Linked DNA regions of Mus musculus: regions 2, 3, 4, 5 and 6 are each linked to region 1. The links are chromatin contacts, called in public HiChIP or PLAC-seq, capture Hi-C and promoter capture Hi-C maps. All regions are on one chromosome and are shown on one strand. Each heading gives the region's core, a stretch centred on a gene start, on an enhancer-like site or on the middle of the called end of the contact. The rest is flanking DNA. Distances are from core to core; before and after follow the strand shown.

Region 1 (2,537 bases), core at 18-2,517:
GAGTCTCCTGTCGGTGCCAAAGCTCTGAGAAGTAAACAGGCATCAAGTGAGGCCTTGGGTATTGATGGGTGGTTGATACTTATCTTTAAAGATGACAGATCCCTCTACATAGGCTGGGAAACACAGAACAGCTAAGGATCTTTCAGTCGTACAAAAGAGGAAGAAGGCTAGTATCCAGCTCCCACATGAAGCACTTCAAACACCCTTGTCTACCTACCCCAAACTCTTAGACAGGTCCAGATGCCTTCACTCCCTCATCCATGAAACCAAAGCTTTCCTGATGCCTCCTAAACTGGACTAGGAAGCATCTGACAAGGGGGTCCTTTCCTTAAAGCTGTGAAGCCAGGCATGGCAGCACATGCCACCTTTGATCCCAGGAATCCAGGGCTATGTAGGGATACACTGTCTCCAAAAAGGACAAGGTTTGGAAAATATGCTGACTGTTCATCTGAGGTCTCAGATTCCTAGAGTTAGTTTTAACCTGTGTCCTCAAATACTGCTGAGGAGAGGGCTCTGTAACTAACCATCTTGTGTTGTCTACAGGACATAGGTAGGACTGAGTTTGCAATCTCTTTGCCAACAGAGCCAACGGATTCTGGGCACTGTAACGACTGAAAAGTGTTACTTTGTGCCATTCGAGGTGCTTTGGCTGAGCCAGATCTTGGCACTCCACTGTGTATACATACCTGAGCAAGTATATTCAGGCCCACATTGATGTACTGTGACTTACAGACTGGCCATCTACAGCCCCAGGCTGCTGTGTATTACTTGTGCCTACATGTATATACCAGCTTTTCATGCAGTGTGCCAGGGTTAAGCCCATTCTCAGGAGAGGAGCGCCTGCTACTCTTTCAGGAAGTACTTGTGTGGTGAAACAAGGGGACTTTCCTGAGATAATCCCTGTCAGGCACACTCTCTTCTGATCAGGTGCCAGAGAAAGAGTAAGGTCCTGGGGTGTAGAATAGCATAGAGCTTGCCAGGAGTCACTTTGACTCCTATATTACCAGGACATTTTAGAAAAGTGGTCCTTAGTCCAATCCTGACTGGGATCCTGTGACTTTTGCCTTCTATGTGCACAGGCTCCCATACTGGATCAGATAGGTTTGGACTTGTCACCTCCGAGGCCACCCCCTCCAGGCAGCCCTCCGAAGTACTCAACCTGCTCCGCCCCCAGACTTGGGGGGGGAGGGGAGAGTTCTAGGGGTCAAGGGTCACCAGGCGGGCTAGATCCCGGAAGCGGAAGCACGGTGTACTTCCGGCGCGCAGCAGGCGGCCATGTTGGAGCGGCGGAGGCGGCGCAGAGGTGCGTCCTGGGTCCCCGCGGCGGCGCCGGTAGGTTGGAGCCGCGGGCCTAGCGGTGGTGCGGAGTGGCTGCCCATGAGGCCACAGGGCGGCAGGGCGAAGGGACTGGGTGGCCGGCCCTTCCGGGATCCTCATTTTCCCAGGGCTTGGCCGAGACACCCCACCCCTACCCAGGACCCCACCCTGGGGGTTCTGAGGATCCTGTCGGGCGACCACTGCCCACCTTACACATTTCGCCGCCGCCGTAACCCCGACTCCCCGTCGCCGTTCAGGCCCCGGGGCCTCGGTCTCCCCGCCTGAGGGCCCCGATCTGCCCCTGATCCCAGTCCGCCCGATTAGTATGCCCGCCCCCAGTCTTCTGTCAACTTCCTGTGCTGGCCCCAAAGGAATGTGTGAAGGCAAAAGTCAGCCTGGCTGCAGCCTCTGTTTACAAAGCTTCTTGAGAGCCAAGAAGCACCCTCCCTCCCATGGGCTCAGAATGACCTAGGCAAAGAGCCCCTTGGTCCCCGCCCCGTAATATGAGCGCCGGAGGTTTGGGGTGGGAGGTAGGTCGTCCCCCTCTGTCCTACAGTTCATAGCCCACCCATTCAAAACATAAATAAATAAATAAATAAATAAATGAAAGCATTAACTTGGATTGTACTTGAAGAGCATCCTCTGGGGAGGGGAAGTGCCTCAGACACCTGAGGATCCAAGAATGTTTCCAAACAAAGAGCCCCAGGGCACTTTCTCCGGGGAGTCTGAGGACTGTGTGTCTGCTTCATTAGAGCTGTGCAGAGCGGCGGCACAGACGGGCTCCTAGACTCCAGGGACCTGTCTCATCCCAGCTGATCTTTTAACGCTCCGGTGCAGCTGGGGAATTTACCTTTTGACTCGGGAAGCCCTCAGATGCTGCGTTGGAGTGCTGGGTGTAACTTCTGAGTGACAGCCATGGCTTCCTTAAGGAAGCATAGGACGATTTGAGTGGTCCCAGACAGCTGCATCTGTTGGGACCACTAACATCTAAGGTCTGTTGCCTTTTAAGCGCTACGGCTTGGCCTACCTTCCTAGTTGGAATCTTTCCCTGTCCTTTGTCGTCAAACCTTGAACTCCTTGGTCTCGTTGCCTGGTCTCTTGCTTGCCTTAGAGATGTTTGCAACTGTCTTTTTTTTTTGGGCGGGTCTGTGTCTTATATTGGGTTTGAACTCCAAGACTAGAGCTAGGAATCAGGTCACTGAGTATCCTGTCTATAGACT
Region 2 (2,537 bases), core at 16-2,515, 480 kb before region 1:
AAGCAAGCAAACAAACAACTCAACTGGCTGGTGATGGTGCGTGTCTTTAATGCCAGCACTCAGAGGCAAAGGCAGGGGAATGTCTGAGTTCGAGGACAGCTTGGTTTACACAGAGAAACCTTGTCTTTAAAAAAACAAAAACAACAAAAACAAACAAACAGTAGCAAGATGGATCTAGTGCCTTCGAGCCTGCTGTGGTGACAGCAACTACTTTCTTATTGGAACTGAGCCCACTCCACAGGAGGGAGAGAATTCATGTCTGGTATTATAAACCTGATCCAAAAAAAAAAAAAAAAAAAAAAAAAAAAAACAGTGATTGGGTAGGTCATAGGCCCTCATGGTAGAATGACAGTCATGTTAGTGACCTTAGCGCGGGGCCACTGTGGGCTTTTATCAGAGAGGCTTCCTTTTGTGGAGGGCAGTGGTGCCTGCAGGGACTCATAACCGGTCAGTGTGTAGAGAAGTGACCTGAATGTTCAGCCCTAAAGGAACATCTCGATCTGCTCTAGCCAAGGCTCAGGGAACGCCATGAAAAACAGGACGCGATAGCTTTAGAAGTGGAGGATGGAGTCTTTGCAGAACATGATCTTCTGGCCACAAATGGCTGTTGTGCTCTTGAACTCACAGTAGTTGTGACCTGCACAAGATCTGTACAAAATTTGGGCTTGTGAAGCATCCTATCATGGGAGGAACAGGGACTCATGAGGCCTCGCCCCTCCAGGAGGGTGAGACATTTTCTTTAGTTCTGTAACCACTGATAAGGTGCCCCTGGCTTCCATAAATAACCTCTCGCCCATCCTCTTGTATGAAACGTCTGCAAAACTCACCAAGTCACCAAGAGGAACAGCAAGAGTGGGAGGAGGATAGAGAAGCTAACAGATGAATATGATCAAAATGTACACGTATAAAAGTGCCATAACGAAGCACATTATTATGTGTAATTAATATATGGTGATGGAAAACACACCCACAAATACGCATGAACACAGCAACACCCTGTGTTATTTTCACAACTTATTGTGAGTCTACAGTTATTTCAAAACAAAAGTTTAAAATATATATGTGACACATGTCTTCATTTTGTGGCTGCCTGAGCTTCTCATTTCTCAGGTCTGACTCAGAGAGTCACTGGCCTCTTGTAACACTGGGACTTATCCAAGCGATAAACCCCAGTTGGCCTGCAGAGCACTGATATCTGTCCTCATTCACTGGGAGGACCAGGAACCAACTCAGTCTAGTTTCACTTTTGGTTTCCTGAAATCATAGAGGAAGCAGAAAGAGAGCTGTAACCAGCAGCAACCAGCGCTTTGGGGCCTGTTTGCCTTGTTTTCCTTGCCCCCTCCTGTGAGCCCTACAGCCTCCTCTCCAGCCCCACGACTGAGGATGGATGAAGAGTTATACTCCAGGCAGCTGTAAGTCTCAAGGTGGGATAACCAAGTCGGGTGGCTTCCAGACCTTTGGTCCCCAGCTGCCACCTCCTTCTTCTTAACCACAGGTATGTACTGGGCCTGCCTGCTATGCAGAGGATCCAGGAAGCCAAAGTCTTGCTATGTGGCCTGCAGGGTCTGGGAGCTGAGGTGGCCAAGAACCTAGTCCTTACAGGTGTGGGCAGCCTCACCCTGCATGATCCCCATCCCACCTGCTGGGCTGACTTGGCTGCTCAGGTAAGAGTTCTTGGGGGTCTCTATGCTGCCTCCCAGAGCAGAGGCCAAAGGGGAGTCTCCTTGATCAAGCTGCACTGAGCTGTCCTTAGTGTTTCCTTTCAGAAGAGAGCTTGGGAAGGAACAGGGCTGAGGCCTCTCAGGCGCAATTGGCTCAGCTCAATGAAGCTGTCCAGATCTCCGTCCACAGTGGCGACATCACTGAGGACCTACTGCAGGGTTTTCAGGTGCTTTCCCCAGAGCCACTTTGCATGCTAGCCTAGTACCTCCCTCCTGCCCTTAACGGCAGAGAGAAGGTGGCGAGTGATTCCGGGCCTGCTGATCAATCACGGTGTCCATCTAGGTAGTGGTGCTGACTGACTCCAAGCTGGAAGACCAGCTGAAGGTGGGACCTTTGTGTCACAAGCATGGAGTCCGCTTCCTGATGGCTGAAACCCGGGGCCTTGTGGGGTGAGGAGACTACCTGTGTACCCCACCACATCACTGCCAGCAATTGGTCCTAATGCCTTGCCCAGCCCTTAGCTTGCCCCATCCTCCCCGACTCAGCCTAGAGCTTACAAGGATGCTCTGGACTACAGTCTTGCCCTTGTTTCTCCACCTCAGCATGCAGACCTGCTTTAGTGCACCCTGCATGCCCAAACCAAAGTCTCCACAGCTTTCCTATAATTCCTTCCCCTTTGGGCCTGTCCTAGTGCCCCCTACTCACAACTAATGAGCTTCCTCAGTAACTTCCGCCACCCACACTAGGCGGTTATTCTGTGACTTTGGTGAGGACTTCACAGTTTTGGACCCTACTGAGGTAGAACCCATGACAGCTGCCATCCAGGACATCTCTCAGGTGGGTGCTCAGATGTAGAGGTTTCCCTGATGTCCAGA
Region 3 (2,537 bases), core at 13-2,512, 460 kb before region 1:
CATGCTCTGCCTAAGAAAAACTCTAAAAATTAGTTTTATATGTATGTGTGTCTGTATGAATATATGCCACATGTGTGCTGGTGCCCATGAAGAGGGTGTTAGACCCCCCATAAAGCTTTGAGCTGGGTGATGTGGGTGCTAGGAACAGAACCCAGGTTCTCTGTGAGAACAGCAAGTACTCTTAACCACTGAACCATCTCTCTTAATGGGGTGTCTATCAAAAGAAGAGTGTTAGAGACTTCAGTTTCAGCAGCCTGAGCGGCTATAAGTGTTTTTTCCTGAGTACTTGGCTTACTCTAAGAGCTTATTAAGTCTGTTTCTTGTTCATCTTCATTTTATAGACAGAGCAACTAAAGAGAAGCTAAAGCTCAAAGTTCTCAGAGTTAGGGCGTTTTGGTGTGGGACCAGGTGCTGTGATGTATCCTAACCTTGAAGCCAAAAGCCCCGGGTTAGGTGTCTACTTATGGAGAACAAGGGATGGTCATTTTCGGACTCATAGTTTGCCTTGGAGATAGATCATGATAGCCAAGGGCAAAAAGACACTGTGTCACAGGAACTTAACGGTGCTCTGAGGCAAATAAGAGCGATCACTATGTGCTGAGACTTGAGCTGGTTGCAGATTGAATTCTTATGCAAAATAAGCCGGGGAAAGGGGAAGCCGAAATCGAAGAGGTAGCACAGACGGCTGTGCCTCGGGACTGGTGAGAGACAACGCTGGGAGACGCTTAGAAAACACTAACTCCGGAGCTAGAAGAGTAGAAGGACCCATCGCCACCACTTCCTAAGACTGTGTGACCTTGGCTCAGGCTCTTTTCTGCGCCTCAGTTTCCTCACCAGTTAACTAGGGACGATCCCAAGCACAGAGGCAGGGGACAAAGCAAATACCGTACCTATGACATTCCCTAAGTGTGTGCGAGAGGATGATAAACGCTGCCAGCTCAAAACCGAAACGATTGCGCAGGTGAGAAAACGAAGGGCTCTCCAGCATCACCCCCATCGCTGCTAAAAGCTCCACTGCTAGCAAACCTGAGAATGGCGCGCATGCGTCAATTCCTGCCGTCACAGTCACGTGCCCCAGGCATTCTGCACGAGAGGCACGCCCTGACTGACGGAACAGTTGACGAATCAACGCGAAGAACTCCTTCAGGCGTCCCAAGAAGAGGCTATTGATTGGAGATAACCTCAGTTAGGGGCGGGTTCTTTGCTGTCCTTGGTTACTATGACGCCCGGCCCCCGCCCCCTCGGCTGGCCGCCATCTTGTTGTTGATCCGTACCCAGTGGGCAGCGCCAGGAGCTGGACCGAGCGGCCGGTGAGGGGCCGCTGCTGCGGGGCTCAGCCACCAGCGCCGCCTGCCAGGGGGGCGGGCCGAGACCTGGAGGCCCGGGGGGCCCAGCTCCCGTGGGGAGCCTTGGGCGCCCGCTGCCCGAGTCGGGCCGGTGAGTGACAGGAGTCGGGCCAAAAGACCCGCCCGACACCCACGGCGAGGGTGGCGGCGGGCGCGGGGTTGTTGCTGGCGCGCGTAGGTAGGGTCGGGACTTGGGGCGAGCATCACTGGAACATCATTCCAGCATCCTGGTTGGCCTTCCGCCGAGCCTCCCAGATGTTGACACGGAGGCTGGGTGGGCAGCCCGGGTGGAGGTCGGAGAGCCCTGAGCCCTGGGACCGGCCGGCGGGGTACCGGGAAACCTGCCTTTCAGACCGAATCCCTGGGTGCCTGAGAGCCGGCGTGCTGAGACGTGGTTGCTGCCAGCTCGTTCTCCCGGCCGTAACGTTCCTCCAAATCAGCGATAAACGTTACGTCGCTCTTAAGATTTCATACTCCTGCGAGTAAATTTTCAGGCCGCTTGAGACTAAGATGAGACGAAACAGGCCTAAAATGCCTTCTGAGCCAAGGAGGGTGGTATCGGGGCCCTGTGCTTTTGGTAGGGCTATGATCCTCTGCCTGGCATCACCGAGATCCCTCGGCGTCTTCCGTGCTCTTCAGGGCTCACTGTTTACTGCTTCTTGAAGAACCTAGCTAAATGTCCACAGTGGCAGAGTTTTATTTGGGGTATAAGTTGTTTGGTGCTCGACTTGGAGTATGTGGTTTAGGAGGATAAGGATGATGATGATTTGATTAATTTTGTCTCTTAAAGAGACAGTCCGTTAGGAGACGTAGGAGTGTTGGGACTATTAAAAACAAAAACTGAACTAGGGTATGGGAGCTCATGCACTAGGCTGAAGGAGGAGGATTGCCATGGGTTGCGGGCGGGCCAGGCAGAGCTACCTAGCAAGACCCTGTCTGCAGACAAAAGCAGAGCTGAAAGCTGTTGATGCTTGATGAAAACAGCGAGTCAAGCTTAGAGTCAAGATGGAGGCGGGGCTGGCAATCCCCAAAAGAGTATGCAGCTCTAGAAAGGGTCCTGGCTGCTGTAAATCACATTTTTACCCAGGGTCCCTTAGGTTCGCCACACAGGTGTCTTGTATGTTGTCGTCATATGAAACCCACAAAAGACGATTAAGGAGGCCAAGCAGGAGGTGTGCTCGTAATGTCTGT
Region 4 (2,537 bases), core at 17-2,516, 410 kb before region 1:
CTGATAGGTGGTGGCAAGTGTGTGCGAACACTTTTACCACTGCTCTTCTGCCTGTCCCAGGCTAGAGCCCTGTCTTTTTCCTGACAGGTCCTGCCTTCCCAATCATCAATTTGGGACCAAAGTGCAACTAGGGATCATGGGTTGGGAGCTCACATTACCCCTTTCCATTGTATTTCCCGGGCCAAGCCCATACCAGCCCGGGGAGATGGGTGGGAGTGAAATGGGATGGGTGCTGCTGGAAGAGGAAGGGACCAGTAGAGCAATGTCCTTGCCTGGGATTCTACCCCTCTCAGCTGTGGGCCGTGCAGTGGTGTGGGGATTCATTCTCTCCTAGGGGCAAGGGACCTGGGCTCGGACAGTATCCGTTCAGTATCCGCTGCTCATTCGCTCACATCTGGCCACGTGCACGTTCCCTAGATGCAAACTGCTTTGAACTTTACAGCTATATAAGTTGGTTGTGTGTGTGTGCTCATTTTAAAAACTACATTTTAACGAGGAAAAAGGAGAACCTGGGGAAATTTCCTTTGCTTCTGTGGAGGAAATGTAAGACTTGGAATTCTGGAAATTGTTATCTGCTCCTCTTTCCTGGAAGCTACACACCCTAAGACCTGCGCCTGGATGCATACGTGGCTCCACTGGCGCTTAGGCGCGCTTGCATTTTCCCCAGGTCTTCTGTGTGGTGGAGAGGAGTGCTTGGCCCAAGCCGGCCCTTTTCTGTACACCCAGCGCTATCCGCCCGCTTGTGTCTGGTCGTATACGTCAAAATAAAGCCTCTAGAAACTGAACTCTGTCCAAGTCTGTGTGAAAACTTCATCGCCTCCGGTTGGGCCGACATGGCTAGTCTAGGGATCGGGCTGAGCTGGGTCGGGACAGGTGCAGCGGGACAGTGCTGACACTGGGGGTGGGGGGTCGGGGGAGGCAGCACGGGAGGGGTTGGATATAGGGGTCAGAGCAAGTGTTGAGGGGCGGGGTCATCAGGGCGAACCTGGAGTGGCCTTTGGGGGGGTAGGCGGCGTCGGCGGGGCGGGGCGGGGCGGGGCGGGGCAGATGGCAGCTGCCGCGTGGCGGACTGGGTTCCGATAGGAAGCTAAGCCTCCTCTTTCGGTTCCGCCTTTAGATCCGCCAATGGGCATCTGACTCGCGAGTTCTCCGGGTCCCCATGGCAGCCCAGGGCGTTGGAAATCTAATTGGCTACGTCCGCCGCAGCGTAAAGTCTGACGCTCGGCTGCGGGCGGCCCTGCCACGTAGATTGGCTCTCCCTGTTACGTCACTGGCTGCGCCGCCTCCGGCCGGAACTCCGGACCAGCCGGTCTCCAACCAGTTCCTCGTCTTCTGTTCTGGCTGATCCTGGACCCCACATCAGGGTAGAGCAGGGGGGCGAGGTGACACCAGAGTTGGTCAGTCTAGTTGGTGAAACGTGCAGGTCAGGGCACGGCGTTGGGAGTGCGCGGCAGGGGTCGGTCAGGCGGCCTGTAAGTACTTTGGACCGATAGATCCACTTCTAACATCTGCAGACGCCATGAAGGCACTGATCTTGGTGGGAGGGTATGGGACACGGTTGCGGCCGCTGACGTTGAGCACTCCGAAGCCATTGGTGGACTTCTGCAATAAGCCCATCTTGCTGCATCAAGTGGAGGCGCTTGCTGCGGTAAGGCCGTGGGTCTGTTATGGCGGGAAGAGGGATGGATAGTGACTGGGAGGCCAGGGGTGGTCATACCTTGTGACTGAGCCAGTCAACTAGCACACCTTATTGTGTCTGACAGGCAGGTGTGGACCACGTGATCCTGGCAGTGAGCTACATGTCACAGATGTTGGAGAAGGAAATGAAGGCACAAGAGCAAAGGGTGAGGCATGGACTTAGCCCTTTCTTTAGGTCCCTGGGGCTCTTACCATTGGAGGAGGAACATAACCAGATGGCTTCTTCTTTCCAGCTTGGAATCCGAATCTCTATGTCTCATGAAGAGGAGCCTTTGGGGACAGGTCAGTATAAGGAAGGCCCTTGGGCAAACTTTAGGGCCAGCAAAGAGGTATCCAATCTGGGCGGATGGGTGGGGCCTCTGGAGTCTGGACCTAGGCCCCTAGCAAGGTGGTAACTTATGACTTGTCCCCTTCTCTAGCTGGGCCTCTGGCGTTGGCCCGAGACCTACTATCTGAGACTGCCGACCCTTTCTTCGTTCTCAACAGTGATGTGATATGTGATTTCCCCTTCCAAGCCATGGTGCAGTTTCATCGGCACCATGGCCAAGAGGGCTCCATCTTGGTAAGAGAAGATTTCCTCTGACATTCCCACCCTCACATGGAGTCTTTCCTGACCCCTGGTCTTAAACTCTGTTTTGCTACAAAGCTATGCAGAATGTCTTTGGGGGAGAGCCTTTGAGATGTGGGATAGGCATATTTATCAAGAGTAAAGAAAACTGGACTAGGCCTAAGGTACCCTCCACCTCTATATTCAGGTTACCAAGGTGGAAGAGCCTTCCAAGTATGGTGTGGTGGTATGTGAGGCTGACACAGGCCGCATCCACCGTTTTGTTGAGAAG
Region 5 (2,537 bases), core at 29-2,528, 300 kb before region 1:
CCTGTAAGAGATCTACAGCACACACCTCACAAACACCTGTTAACTCCAGCTTCAGATGATACAGTGTTCTCCTCTGGATTCCATAGTGATCTGCATTCACACGCACACACAGATACACAAGCATACACATACTCAAAAATAATAAAGAGAAATAAAGAGAAAACCAGTTGGTCAGATACCAGGGAGGGAGCCAGTAAGCAGCATTTCTCCATGATTTCTACTTCAGTTTCTGACTTCTCTCAGTGATAGACTGGAAATGTAAGCAGAAATAAGCCCCCTTCTCCCTATGTTGCTTCTGGTCATGGTGTTTATCACAGCAGCAGAAAAGTAGTTAATACACTCTGCAAGTGTTCCATCAACTGAAATTCATTCTGGCCCTTCCTTTTTACTTAGGATCAAAAAGGATTCTCTTTAAGTTGCTCAGGCTGCCCTTAAACCAACTCTATGGCTCAGGCAGGCCCTGAACTTGAGATCCTCCTGCCTTCGGAGTCCCAAGTATCTGGGACTATAGTCCTGACCCATCAGGGCTGGATGGGGTCAATGATATCTCAAATAACAAACACACAGACAGCTGAGCGTTGTGGCGCATACCTTTAATCCCGGCACTCAGGAGGTACAGGAAGGCAGATTTCTGGGAGTTCCAAGCCAGCCTGGATTACATAGCAAGTTCCAGGCCAGCCAGGGCAATATAGGATCCTGATTTAAAAATAATAGGACTGGAGAGATGTTCCAGCAGCTAAGAGAACATACTATTCTTGCAGGGACCCAAGGTCACTTCCTGGGACCCAGGCTGGGGAGCTCAGCTCACAACTACTGTAACTTCAGCTCCAAAGGATCAGACACCTGTGGCCTTTGCAGGCTCCTGTCTTCACACAGAACACCCCCCCCACACACACACACACAAATATGTTTGTTTACACATTATTAAGAATAAAATATTTAAAAATAAATAAATACATCAAGTAAGCTTAAAAATCTGTAGGAAAGCCGGGCATAGTGGCTCAAGCCTTTAATCCCAGCACTTGGGAGGCAGAGGCAGGCAGATTTCTAAGTTTGAGGCCAGCCTGGTCTAGAGAGTGAGTTCCAGGACAGCCAGGGCTACACGGAGAAACCCTGTCTCGAAAAAAAAATCTGTAGGGAAAAGGATAATTGTTAATGAAGTCAAAATGAAACCGTTATCTGATTAACAAGATTAACAAGAAGGCAGAACCTAAGACTTAGCAGGAAGAACATAACTGCGATCACAGATCGCCTTACAAGAAACCACAAAGGGAGAGACCGAAAGCAAAGGACACCAGCAGTCAGTCTAGTCTGCACACAAAAGCCTGAGGGAGCCACAGTGTGCAGGAGAACGTGTGACCACAAAGGCCTTTCACTTTCTTAACTGATTTGGGAAACAATCGAGTAAGATAAAACACTTATATATGTCAGGATAGTAGAATCTAGACAGAATTATATGCAACATATTGAAATACCAAAGGCACAGTAGACAAAAGGGAAACAAGCCACGGGAAACAGTGGGGAGTAGAGACAGCGATGGAAAGGCCGTTATACAACCTCCCGAGTGTGTGCCTGCCTGCTGCCCTTTATCTCTTAGCGTGTAAAGGAGAACATACGAGGTTGTCTGCAGCACAATATAAAGTGACAGCTATAACTTTATAATTATGATGTGTTTTCCATTTGTAACATGATACAGAACAATAATAGCGTAACACGGGAAGAACGCAGGTGGGTATGGAGCCAAGTGTCTACTCTCAACGTTTTTCTCGGTGCGGGATCAAACCCAAGGCCTTACACACAGTAGACAAGAACTAACACTGAGCCACATCCTTAGTCCACATCACTAAAATGAAATTAGCATAAATCTGAAGTAGATCCTGGGTCTGGCTAGGTGGCATACACCTTTAATCCCAGCACTTGGGAGTCAGAGGCAGTTGGATATCTGTAAATTCAAGGCCAGCCTAGTCTATCTAGCAGTTCCAGGCTGGCTGAAGCTATATAGTGAGACTCTATCTCAAAAACAAATTAAGTCTGAAGTAGAGGGTTTTTTGTTTGTGTACTTATTCAAAACAGGGTCTCATCGTGTAGCCCTGGCTGTCTTGGAACTCACTCTGTAGACCAGGCTGGCCTCAGACTCACAGAGATCCACCTGCCTCTGCCTCCCAAGGTCTGGAACTAAAGGTGTGTGCCACCATGCCTGGCCTGAAATAGATTCTAAAATAATAAGACGTAGATTGTAAACCCTAAATAATTTAAAAACATGCAATTACAATGTTATACTAGAAAATGTCCACTTAATACAAAGTGAGGCAATAAAAGTGGAAGAAATAGATAAGAAAGCTTGAGACACATAAAAAGCAAAAGGCAAAATGCACTGCAAATCCAACCATATCAGGAATTAGATTACATGATCTTATCCAAAGTCAGAGATCATCAAACTTGATTGAGAAAAAGAGATACAAGTATTATCCACGAGAGACATTTTTAGATGCAAAGAAAAAAACCCAAAAAACAACAACAAAAAAAAAACCAAACAG
Region 6 (2,537 bases), core at 22-2,521, 270 kb before region 1:
GGGACGATACTCCCCAGGCCCAACTGGTGTAAAAATAACGCCTTCCGTTTTACCCTGTCATCTCTTGGTAGTCTTGAGTCGGCTGACACAGGCCAACATTCACATCCTCCGCCTTCCATGCCACTTGTTTTTGCAGAATCTGGGTTTGGCAAACCCTGAAACAAGCTGGGCTCAAAAATATTTGGCCAGATCTATTTGGTTTAAACCAGTCTATGTGGATTTTGGCTTTCCCACTGGCCGGAGGTGTTGAGCTAAATCATTAAGCCATGAGTTCATATCTGGTGGGAGGTAATTCAATAGCGTTTTCTGCCTCACCTGAAAGTGTTCACAAACCCTTGACGAAAGCACATGACCGCGAGTATTATAGGGCCTGATAGTATCCGGTGGGCAATTTTCCTTTCCTCAGAGACAGTGACAGGCACGAAATGCTTGAGGAAAGCAAAGGACCAAGTTCATGGCTCAACTATTCCCATCTTTCCCTATTCCTAGCAGTGACACTTATCTTCCCTGACAGCCACTCCCATTGTGCTCTTTCTCGACCCAACACAATGGACATATGCAGACGCTGGCAGACAGGGAGGATGTCTTCCATCCCATTGCTCCCCTGTGCAGAGGGACCAGACTAAGGTTACATAAGCCCCTCCTGAGCTGTTGGGCCCCTGCGCTATGGGGAAGAGAATTGGGGGATTGTGACGAAGTCACGGTCTGCAGGCCCTGACTAACCCTGTACTCACCATCCTGTCCTGTCAAGGCGGGGCGGCTGGAGAACCTAGGGTTGCCCACCTTGACCACCCAGCTCACGCCAATCTGGCAGGATTCGCAGTGCAGGCAGACCCGAACCTGCTGTCCACTAGATCGTGGGATTCCAGGCCCCGGCCCCAGATTCGGACCACAGCTCCCTGCCCCCCAGGAGCCCAGACGCGCGCTCTTACCTGCCCGGGCCGGGGCCGGGGCCAGGGCCGGGGACCGGACCGAGACCAGGGGTCGGGGGTCCCGCCGCTCGCGCAGCGCCAGCCACGGGGAGCTGTCCGCCGCCAGCTAGTGCTGAAGGCGGCTTCCCTGCTCCGGGGCCCGGACCCAGACCAGAGCCTCCGGGCGGCAGCGGCCCTTCGCCCGCGCCGCCCTCCAGGCTGGCCTCGTTGCCCATGGTGGGCAGGCGGGCGGGCGGGGTCGGGGTCGCACTGCGCCCGGGCCGGCGGCTCCCGGGCGGCGCTCACACTCTCCGCTCCACCGCAGCTGCCGCCATCTCCCAGCTCGGCTCGCACAGCCGCCTGCTGCTGCGCATGCGCGTCGCGCGCGCTCCTGCCCTGCACACGCCCCCCCCCCTCCCCGCGCGCGCTCACGCCAGCCCGCGAAGACTCGTGTCCACGCACCAGCCTCGGGGTCGCCGGGAAAAGGCCTCCGGAACCCGCGCATGCGCCCTCCGCAGCCAACGCGGCCGGCGGGTGTTGAATGAAGGCCGGCGGCCTCGGGTGGCTGGCTGCAATCTGCTGGACCACTTTGGAGGTTCACTAGACCTTAGAAGCGACTAAGAGCCTTGAGTGGTGGCCTACGTCTGTAATGCCAGTCAATAGGAGATTGAGGCAGGAAAATCAAGGTCATCCTTAGTTACGTAGTGAGTTCGAGGCCAGCCTACACCAAACCATTTTAAAAGAAAAAAAACCGGGCCAGCAAAAGGGACCAATAGGTAAAGATGCTTGCTCCAAGTTTGATGCTGTGAGTTAGGAGCCCACATGGTGAAAGGAAAGAACCGACTTCCACGTTGTCTTCTGCTCTCCACATCCTCCCATTCCGTCAGCTATACACATACACAAATAAAAATGTCTTCCGTTAAAGTATAGTCTAGAGAGATGAATTAGCAGTTAAGAACTTTTATTGCAGCCGGACTTAATGGCACACGCCTTTAATCCCAGGATTTGAGAGGCAGAAGCAGGAGGATCTCTGAGTTCGAGGCCATCCCGCTCTGAGAGAAAGTTCCAGGAGAACCAAACTACACTGAGAAATGCTGCCTTAAACAAACAAACAAACAAACAAACAAATGACATGATTTTTAAAAAGGGAGAGAGAAGAAAGAGGGAGAGAGGGAAAGGAAAAAGAGAAATAGACAAAAAGAAAAGGCAGGGGAAAATGCCACAAGGTGGCATAGCGCTGTCCACGGCCTGAAATCTGGCACTTTCTATCCATAAGGACCATACATCGTGGTACACACCTTTCTTCCGAGCGCGTGGGAGCAGAGGCAGGCAGATCTCTGTGAGACTTCAGGCTTATCTATATAGCATGTTCTGGGGCAAGCTATTGTGAGATATAGCAGGAGGCTGTCCTGGTAGGTAAAGCATAGAACAGGCTCTGTGAGAGACTTGCAGGATGCAGATGAATGGGAGTCTGTTCAGAGGTGTAAAGTGATTGAGATGTTGGGGCCAGACCGTCAGGGGCTGGATATTGCTGTGGGGAAAACCAAATAGTAGTGAGCATCGTCTGGGATTCATACTGAGGCTGAGTCCCATAGACCCAGAGTCTCGGGAAGCACCCAAGGGAGA

The links. Promoter capture Hi-C pulls out the DNA fragments that hold promoters and counts their contacts. HiChIP or PLAC-seq counts read pairs in DNA pulled down with a chosen protein or histone mark. Capture Hi-C pulls out chosen DNA fragments and counts their contacts.
Region 2: a contact with region 1 is called in a FOXA1 HiChIP or PLAC-seq map of pancreatic cancer cells. The contact joins the promoter of Uba7 here to the promoter of Ccdc71 in region 1. A contact is called at or near these places in 1 of 39 promoter capture datasets (pre-B cells), 5 of 115 datasets of contacts at active chromatin or transcription factors (bone marrow-derived macrophages, effector CD8 T cells, kidney and 2 more) and 2 of 9 other capture datasets (liver and macrophages).
Region 3: an H3K4me3 HiChIP or PLAC-seq map of bone marrow-derived macrophages shows a contact between it and region 1, with 2.8 times the contacts expected there. The contact joins the promoter of Ip6k1 here to the promoter of Ccdc71 in region 1. A contact is called at or near these places in 5 of 39 promoter capture datasets (the SN4741 cell line, cranial neural crest, liver and 1 more), 1 of 15 datasets of contacts at CTCF or cohesin (the NIH/3T3 cell line), 1 of 484 Hi-C or Micro-C datasets (B cells), 5 of 115 datasets of contacts at active chromatin or transcription factors (bone marrow-derived macrophages, embryonic stem cells, memory CD8 T cells and 2 more) and 2 of 9 other capture datasets (liver and pancreatic islet).
Region 4: a capture Hi-C map of macrophages shows a contact between it and region 1, with 8 times the contacts expected there. The contact joins the promoter of Gmppb here to the promoter of Ccdc71 in region 1. A contact is called at or near these places in 3 of 115 datasets of contacts at active chromatin or transcription factors (bone marrow-derived macrophages, embryonic midbrain and memory CD8 T cells) and 3 of 9 other capture datasets (embryonic stem cells, liver and macrophages).
Region 5: an H3K4me3 HiChIP or PLAC-seq map of bone marrow-derived macrophages shows a contact between it and region 1, with 7 times the contacts expected there. The contact joins the enhancer-like site here to the promoter of Ccdc71 in region 1. A contact is called at or near these places in 3 of 39 promoter capture datasets (embryonic stem cells, hematopoietic stem and progenitor cells and liver), 3 of 115 datasets of contacts at active chromatin or transcription factors (bone marrow-derived macrophages, embryonic stem cells and pancreatic cancer cells) and 2 of 9 other capture datasets (liver and pancreatic islet).
Region 6: a contact with region 1 is called in a promoter capture Hi-C map of embryonic stem cells, with 2.8 times the contacts expected there. The contact joins the promoter of Bsn here to the promoter of Ccdc71 in region 1. A contact is called at or near these places in 5 of 39 promoter capture datasets (the C10 cell line, embryonic stem cells, liver and 1 more), 1 of 115 datasets of contacts at active chromatin or transcription factors (bone marrow-derived macrophages) and 2 of 9 other capture datasets (liver and pancreatic islet).

Annotation. Positions count from the first base shown.
Region 1 is chr9:108,459,286-108,461,822 of GRCm38.p6, forward strand. Ccdc71 (coiled-coil domain containing 71) reads left to right here and starts at 1,268. Exons shown (of 2, transcript NM_133744.5): 1 at 1,268-1,332. It also overlaps a transcript of Klhdc8b not described here.
Region 2 is chr9:107,974,302-107,976,838 of GRCm38.p6, forward strand. Uba7 (ubiquitin-like modifier activating enzyme 7) reads left to right here and starts at 1,266. Exons shown (of 24, transcript NM_023738.4): 1 at 1,266-1,412; 2 at 1,496-1,664; 3 at 1,754-1,888; 4 at 2,005-2,111; 5 at 2,409-2,499. The coding sequence starts at 1,384.
Region 3 is chr9:108,001,386-108,003,922 of GRCm38.p6, forward strand. It overlaps Ip6k1 (inositol hexaphosphate kinase 1), which reads left to right and starts at 1,263. Exons shown (of 6, transcript NM_013785.2): 1 at 1,263-1,437. 4930535L15Rik (RIKEN cDNA 4930535L15 gene) reads right to left here and starts at 1,034. Exons shown (of 4, transcript NR_166685.1): 1 at 891-1,034.
Region 4 is chr9:108,047,998-108,050,534 of GRCm38.p6, forward strand. It overlaps Gmppb (GDP-mannose pyrophosphorylase B), which reads left to right and starts at 1,267. Exons shown (of 9, transcript NM_177910.4): 1 at 1,267-1,648; 2 at 1,764-1,844; 3 at 1,932-1,980; 4 at 2,118-2,260; 5 at 2,454-2,537. The coding sequence starts at 1,520. Ip6k1 (inositol hexaphosphate kinase 1) reads left to right here. Exons shown (of 6, transcript NM_013785.2): 6 at 1-785.
Region 5 is chr9:108,162,538-108,165,074 of GRCm38.p6, forward strand. All of the region lies in intron 1 of Bsn (bassoon), which reads right to left. Among named protein-coding and RNA genes, the nearest start is that of Bsn, 27 kb to the right of the region's middle. Within about 2 kb of position 1,279, at least 52 of the 459 cell types and tissues checked have an H3K27ac peak or open chromatin away from gene starts, as enhancers often do. A contact at or near this core is called in bone marrow-derived macrophages and hematopoietic stem and progenitor cells, where this site is marked.
Region 6 is chr9:108,189,112-108,191,648 of GRCm38.p6, forward strand. It overlaps Bsn (bassoon), which reads right to left and starts at 1,272. Exons shown (of 12, transcript NM_007567.2): 1 at 933-1,272. The coding sequence starts at 1,147.